2 separate regions of the Mus musculus genome follow, and region 1 is linked to region 2. Evidence: chromatin contacts called from public Hi-C data. All regions are on one chromosome and are shown on one strand. Each heading gives the region's core, a stretch centred on a gene start, on an enhancer-like site or on the middle of the called end of the contact. The rest is flanking DNA. Distances are from core to core; before and after follow the strand shown.

Region 1 (3,736 bases), core at 1,031-3,530, 360 kb after region 2:
GTTAGAGCCCCTGAACTAGAGTCAATGCTGGCTGTGACTTGTCATGTGTGTCCTGGGAACAGAACCTAGGTCCTCTCTTAGAGCATGAAGATTTCTTAACTGCTGAGTATAAATAGAATCACTTTCAATAAGAAGGCTATGAGCTGAGGCAGGATTAGAAGGTGGAACATCTGGTAGAGAAACAGAGACAGAGAAAGAGACAGAGACAGAGAGACAGAGAGAGACAGGAATTCTGGGAAAGATTCATATCAAACTCTGGAAAAGATGGTCACATAAACCTGAGAAGAGGTAACCAGCCATGTGGCATTCACAGAGTAGAATAATAAACAGGATAAATAAGTTATAGGCTAGTTGAGGACTAAGCCCTACCTTTTGACTTGGGCAGTTATTCATAATAATTCAGCCTTATTTCTGGGAACAAAGTGGCTGGGTGGGAACCCCATGGTTACAGCGGTGCCATCTCCACAGCTTCTCTATTCCTAGAAAAGCAAAGCATTGGTTTCTAGCTCTGGGTCTTTATCACTTCCTAGACCAGACTCCTGGGAGCAGAGCTGGTGTTTTTTACACATGAAATGAAGTCCTGTTTCCTGGTGGCACCCTTGCTCCCTCTAGTGCTCTGCCTTCAACCACAGCCCCTAGGATTTTTGGTTCTATCTCTAACTGGTTCATCATCCTCTGGGAAGTCTGAAGACAAATCAGGGAAATGTGGGTGCTCCATAGAGATTGGACCAAAACTCAGTGATAGGTATGTGACTTGATAGAAGGACGGATGTCAAATTCTAGACATGTTTAATTAATGTTTAGTTAATGATGTAGATAGACCCAGCACTTTAGCTTTGGTCAATGTATACCGTTGAATATTAATCTAGTTTACCAGCTCTTCTATCGCCAGGGCATTGAAGATGCTTCTGTTTTATCTGTAGACCACGCAGTGCTTTTGCACATGGATAGTAGTAGCTGTGGCTCCTCACAGATGACTCCTAAGGTGGCTACTTCTTTGGCACTCCTCCAGTGGTCACCTGATTTAGTAAAGTTTCTTTTGTTGCTAGGTATGTTGATCCACTCCTTTAGTCCCAGCACCTCAGGAAGCAGAGGCTGGACAATCTCTGTGAGCTGGAGACTAACCTTGTCTATAAATTAAGTTTCAGGCTAGCCAGGGCTACATGGAGTGACCTGTCTTGGAACATTTTTTTTTCCTTTTTTTTTTTTTTTTGTTGTAATTTTGTGGGCTTTTTGTTTGTTTGTTTTTGTTTTTAAAGATTTTGCTGGGTAGCTCAGGCTAAATTTGAACAAACTACTGATCCTTCTGCCTCTGCCTCCTGTGTTAAATATTTTTAATCCCAATCTGGGGTTTCTACCTCTCCTTTTGACCATTTAGTTTCCTGATAAAAGATACACACCACCTTTGTATTTATAATAATCAGCATAAGAACCAGGCAGATATCTATCCTCTATGCTGTTATGTCTATTTCCCCGCTAACAATCCCAATATATCATTTGCCATGTTTCATCTGGGCTGCTCTTAACTCCAATTAGCCAGCCCACATGGCTGTTATTTTAAAATTCTTACCCCAAGGCCTCTTCTCCTCCCCGCCCCCCCTTCTCATACCCCAAGCCTTGAAACCCAAAACCCAAAACCCTGCCTATCTCTCTTCTGCCCAGCTATTGGCTGTATTTATTCAGCAATCAGGGATAACTTGCGGAGGGGGGGGGGGGAGGTTACATAGTATCAATTGGCAACCATGACTTGGGGGTCAGTATTTAGCATTAAAATATAAGCAAAAAAACCAAACCCCAATATCCTGAGTGCTGGAATCACAAGTATTGTTTCGCCATACCCAACCAAATTTACTACTTTGCCAATTTGTGAGATGCAGATAGGATTTTATTGTGGTTCTAATTTACATTCCCTTGATTGCAGGAGAATTGACATCTCTTATCTGATAGATATTAGGTTGCTATTAGTAACAACATTATTGTGAAGATGATGTAACAGACTTCTTCAGCTTCTCCTTTGAACTCGTAATCCTCCTCCTCCTCTTCCTCCTCTTCCTCCTCCTCTTCTTTCCTTAGCCTTTTAAGTGCTGGGATGACAGGCCTTGTGACATTGGTGAGTTTACTGTCAGGTTAGGTCCTTGGCCCCAGGATCTTGACTTCATCCAATGCCAAGAATTCATTAGGCTTTTGGGACTTCCAGGGGACTATGGGTTGTGTGCAGTTGGGTACCAGAAGTACGTGGAGTCCTCAGCACTGTAGAGCCTCATCTGCATGTCCAATGGAAGTGCTGTGTTTGAACTTGCATAAGCATATGTCCTGAATCTTCACACATTTGTGACAAAAGATGTTGATTAAGGATGATTTTCTTTTCTCTCTTTTCTTTTTTCCCTTTCCCTTTTCCCCTCTTTTCCCTTTTCCCTTTTTTCCCTTTTTCCCTTTTCCCCTTCTTTTTCCCTTTTCCCCCTTTTTTCTTTTTCCCTTTTTCCCCTTTTCCCTTTTTCCCTTTTTTCCTTTTTTCCCTTTCCCCTTTCCCTTTCCCTTTTTCTCCCTTTCCCTTTCCCTTTCTCCCTTTCCCTTTTCCCTTTCCCTCTTTCCCTTTTTTCCCTTTTTCCCTTTTTCCCTTTTTCCCTTTTTCTTCTCCTCTCCTCTCCTCTCCTCTCCTCTCCTCTCCTCTCCTCTCCTCTCCTCTCCTCTCCTCTCCTTTCTCTCTCTCTCTTTCTCTCTTTCTCTCTTTCTTTGTGTGTTTGAGATAGGTTTTCTCTGGGTAACAGCCTTGGCTATCCTGGAACTTGCTTTGTGACCAAGCTGACCTCAAGTTCACAGAGATCTATCTGCCCCTGCCTACTGAGTGCTGGGCCTAACATCATCTTCCGCCACACTGTGGATGTTTTTCTAATCAGTGTTTCACCCTTATAGAATCAGAAGTCTAATCTAAGGGTTCATGGTTTGAAGTCCCATAGTCCAGACCACATCATTTACATCAAAAGAAAAAACAGCTCATCCTTCCCTTGTGGCTTTCTGTAGTTACTGTTTTATAGCATTCTGGTAGGTTGTCATGGTAACGACTATCCTTAGTGCCACAGGAGAGACTACTGTCAGAGCCCTGCGCGGGTGTGTGCCTCCTCTAGCCTGTCACAGAGGTTTACAGACATTTTTGTAAGCAGCAAGGAAGTCCTGGAAGGATATGTATGGTGAATCTCAGGTTAGCTTCAAGTCTCTCTGTTAAACAGCACCAGCCAGGGGACCTTCTTCCTGGACTTGATCTGTTTTCTTGCTAACAGCTACACTGTCCCCGACTATGTAGCCTAGGCTGGGCTCTAACTTGTGGTGATCCTCTTGGCTTTGGCTTCAAATGCTAGGATTATAGGTGTCCAGCACCACACCCGTGTAATATCATCCTTCAGTAATATCATTCACAGTTGGCTTTTCCTATGTGTGGTTACAGTTAGGGCCTCTTTCGTTAAAGCTATCGTGTTAAATATTAACCTTTTTCCTTTTACCCCCACCTTCCTGTTTTTACTTCAGGCAGGAAGTTAAGAGGAAAGGCCTTCTATTTTGTCAATGGCAAAGTATTCTGTGAGGAAGACTTTTTGGTGAGTATTATTACACAGACTCTGTGGGATGAGGGTGGCTTAGGGCAGGAGCCTGAGAGGTCCAGATGGCAGGAGATTGATTCTCTGTGCTCCTGGTACCAACAGCAGAAGACTATTCCCTCATCATGCGTGCCCGAGTCATCTGA
Region 2 (3,926 bases), core at 1,049-3,548:
GCAGATGTTCTGCTTCCAGCTGGTCACTGGCTGACCATCTAAGTTCCTTCTCCTGGGCCTCGACAACATGTCTCTCCCAGCCGGATGGATCAAGGCTGGTCCAGAGATCAGAGAAGAGCTGAATGATATAGGTACTGCATCTTTTTTTTTTTTTTTTTTGGCCTTGAACTCCTGAACTTCCTGCCTCAAACCCTCAAGTGCTGTGATTGCAGATGTGTACAATTCTCTGTTTATTACAGATGTGCATAACACCCTGTTTATTACATGCTAAGGGCCAAACCCAGGGTTTTGTTTGCTTGCTTGTTTGTTTTTGCTTTTTGAAACAGGGTCTCTCTGTGTAGTCTTGGCTGTCCTGAAACTCACTCTGTAGAGTGGGCTGGCCTCAAACTCAGAGAGCCACCTTCCTGATCCATCTTCTTCCTGAGTGCTAGGATTAAAGGTGTGAGCCACCATGCTCAGCTCAAAACCAGGGTTTCTTGCATGCTAGGCAAGCACTCTACCCTACTACTGAGCTACACCTCCATCCCTGCATTTTGCTTTTTAAAAGGTCATATTCACAGAAAATTCCAACTACTCTACAAAGGACCTTATTTCCAAAAGCCATTTTTGACTAAGTGGTCCATCTGAGCCACCTTGCTGCCTAAAGGTGAAGACGTGGTCATACATTGTAGCATCCCCACTGGAACTGGGACAGGACGTAGCTCTGCCCTGTGTGCCTTACATCCCATCAATTGTATCCAAGGGTCCTTTCCAGAATTATATGTGGAGCTATATTATGTGTTCATCTCCTCCAGCCTGGTGCTGATGGTAGTGTGAGAGCTCCCATTCTGCAGAATCTCCAACACTGGTGAGTTCACACCTTAGGAACTCCTTCAGGCTGGCTGTTCCCACTGATGGGTCCTAAGCATTCTTAAGTATGCTTGATTCCTGGCAGTGAGACACATTTGGTGTCCCGTCCAGCAGGACTTAGTTATTCCATGGGTCGAGAAGGACCAGGGCCTGAAAGACGAAATGAGCGGAGAAAGGGAAGCAAGACCAAGCAAAGAGTTGTCAAGGTCTGTTTAATGAAGGCTAGGAGCCTGATTATAAGCACACAGTGAGAGAAAATAGGAAGGGGCATAATAAAATACAGAGAAAGGGATGGACATCTGGGGCGGATGCTGATTACAGGCTTCTTGCAGCTTATCTTGGAATGTCAGCCCTAAAACAGTCCTGGGCACCAAACGGAGACATGGAGGAGAAGGTGAAGCTGCCTTAATCTAAGCAGTTCTAGGTGCCAAGTGAAGGAGGGAGTGAAGCTGGCAGTCTCAGGTGCCAGGTGGAGGCAATGAAGGAGGGGGTGACATAATTCCCTTCAAAGGGTCAGTGGATCTTTAGGGTGAGAGTTACTGGCGGGACTTAGTTTCCCACAGTTTGGTCTCTCACAATTTGGGTTCATTTCCTGCCCCAGCCTTGGACCCAGCATCTCTCTGCCATGCTCTGAATCCTTGAGTAGAATGTTGCATTCTGTACTTACATGCCAGGAGGACTCAAGGCTTTGGATGGCTTGTAGCAGTAAGATCCTTTCAGGGACAGCTGGGAGTCAGATGTTTCTGCATTCTTATGTTGACTACACATATGGATTTCTCTGGATATGTTCACATTCACAGGGGCCCACCGATAACCCTGCTTTTAAGCCCACTGTTTTACTAGGGTCTGCTTATGCCATCGGTGTTCCTGTGGTCTTGGCCATCACTCCCCTGCTTACAGGGTTCCTCCTTCCCATGCTTGGAATCCAGCACTGTTGCAGGACCTCCACTTTCCTGGCTATGCCTCCCTCTGTCCTGCAGAGCTTTGATACCCCTCACTGCACATCCAGGAGACATCACCCTGGTTCCCTCTCTGGCACCTCTGCTCTAAGGCCTTTTGGGTCCCTTCTCTGCTCTGGTCCCCTCTTTTGCTCTGTCTCTCTTATGGCTTCAGGACAGATTTTTGAGGGAAAAAATGTGAGGAAGGACCCCCAGTTCCCTCAACAAAATGGGAAAGGGCAATTCTGTGGGTGCAGAGACTCATTAAGCCAATGTTAGGCCCAATCTGGCTCCTGCGAGAGATGATCACTGGATGGATTGAACAATGACAGCTTTTGGCTATCTGTCAGAATCCTTTGAAATGCTGACTTTCTCGGAGCCTGGCCAGGCTGCTGGGTGTTTGTCCACAGCAGTGTAGCTATGGCTCCCAAGCCTTTCTCCTTTGGCAGGCTTGCTTCACTTTTTTTTTCTCTCTCTCTTTCTTTTTTACATGTCTTCAGCCAAGTTTTGGGAGGGTTTCCCAGGCTGAGGTCCTTGTGTCCACAGCCTTAAGACGTGTAGCCCAGGCTGCAGTGGCCACTGCTTTCTGACCCAGGCAGCAGCAGCAGTATGGGATTTTGGGGCACCTACCTGCTCTTCTGCCTCTTCTCCTTCCTGTCCCAGGTCATTGCAGAGTCACCCACTCCCAAGGCCAAGAAGGCTGCAAATGCCAAGAAAGGTAAGAAGGGGGCAGCTGTCCCTCCCAATGCCCTAGGAGCAGCTTTTTCCTTTATCTTCTGGGGAGCAGTCACAGTCTGGGGGCAGCTACCCTCCTGGTTACCTCATGATCCTCCCTCCATATCTGATGTTGGTGAGTCCTTCTGGGACCTTTGGTGAGAGACCCCTGGAGCTTGGGGATTTCTCATAGCAAGGATGGCTGTCAGAGATTCGAGTCCCTGACTCTTAGAACAGAGAATAATCTTACTAGGTTTTGTAAACTAACATCTGCTCCTCCTCTGGCACCCAACACGTTAGAGAAATCAAACCTCCGGCTTGGAGATGGACAGTTCCCAACAGGGAGCACCAGACTGGGTTTCCTCAACTGTGAGCCCAGGAGGGTGGAATTTGCTCAAAGACTTGCAGACAACATTTAATAATATATTTAAAGTCCTCCAGAGACAAACTCAGAGGGGGAATGGGGGGAGATGGACTTTTACTTCCATGGGGTGTCAGCCTTGTTCCCTCAGATGAGCTCAGAGCATCTCTGCTCTCCTCTGAAAAGTTGAGGCTGCAAGACCTACCTCCATAGTCCTGTCAGCAGTGAGGTCATCCTGGGATGGGTGGGGAACGTTCTGGTAATGACTGAGGCTGTCACCCTACAGGACTTTGGAGGATGGCAGGAAGAGTCAGAGAGATGGGGCCCTAGAACCCAGCCAAAGAGAGGGGAGGGTGTGAAGAAATTTACAGGCCCTCTGAGCCTCCACAGTGAACTATACAAATCAGCATCTTGGAACACAAGGCTACAGCAAAGAGCAGGCAGAATCCAGCGGTAGGGTGCTTGCTTGCCCAGTGGCTGCAAGAAACTGAGTTTGATTCAGAATTTACATAAAATCCAGAGTGAAGGGAAACACTTTAACCACAGCACTCTGGAAGTGGAGGCAGGAGAATTATAATTTAAGGTTATCTTCAACTGTATAGCAAATTTGAGACCAACCAAGGCTACAGAACCCATCTCAAAAAAAAAAAAAAAAAAGTAACAAAACAAAACTCCAGCATTAGAGTTAAGCCGCTTCCTTCCTGCTGTGCTCTAATGTGCAAGCTGCCTATAGTGTGACTTCCTGGTTCTGTCTTCAGAACTTTAAACAAACAAACGAACAAGATAAAGCGCTGGGTGTGGTGGTGGACACCTTTAAACTCAGGACTCTGGAGGCAGGCAGGTGGATATCTGTGAGTTTGAGTCCAGCCTAGGGGTTCCAGGCCAGGCAAGGCTGTACAGGGAGACTCTGTCTTAAAAATAGGCAAAACCAAAATACTGAAGACTGAGTTTACAATGTGAATAAAATTCAAAACAGAATGGATACTATATTATCAGCCCCTCGACAAAGGGATTTATCATAGCCATACAAGTTTGGAGATGAATCCTGATAGCCTGAACAACTA

Evidence for each region. Hi-C and Micro-C count contacts between places; a contact is called where the count stands out from the background.
Region 1: a Hi-C map of cortical neurons shows a contact between it and region 2, with 3 times the contacts expected there. The contact joins the enhancer-like site here to the promoter of Clec3b in region 2. A contact is called at or near these places in 14 of 39 promoter capture datasets (the 3T3-L1 cell line, cranial neural crest, embryonic stem cells and 7 more), 26 of 484 Hi-C or Micro-C datasets (the AML12 cell line, the AtT-20 cell line, the C2C12 cell line and 16 more), 7 of 115 datasets of contacts at active chromatin or transcription factors (effector CD8 T cells, embryonic basal ganglia, embryonic hindbrain and 2 more) and 2 of 9 other capture datasets (adipose tissue and embryonic stem cells).

What each region holds. Positions count from the first base shown.
Region 1 is chr9:123,506,986-123,510,721 of GRCm38.p6, forward strand. It overlaps Limd1 (LIM domains containing 1), which reads left to right. Exons shown (of 8, transcript NM_013860.2): 3 at 3,523-3,590. Among named protein-coding and RNA genes, the nearest start is that of n-TRacg2, 21 kb to the right of the region's middle. Within about 2 kb of position 2,281, at least 115 of the 459 cell types and tissues checked have an H3K27ac peak or open chromatin away from gene starts, as enhancers often do. A contact at or near this core is called in the G1E-ER4 cell line, adipose tissue, cortical neurons and 4 more, where this site is marked.
Region 2 is chr9:123,148,648-123,152,573 of GRCm38.p6, forward strand. It overlaps Clec3b (C-type lectin domain family 3, member b), which reads left to right and starts at 2,299. Exons shown (of 3, transcript NM_011606.2): 1 at 2,299-2,505. The coding sequence starts at 2,397.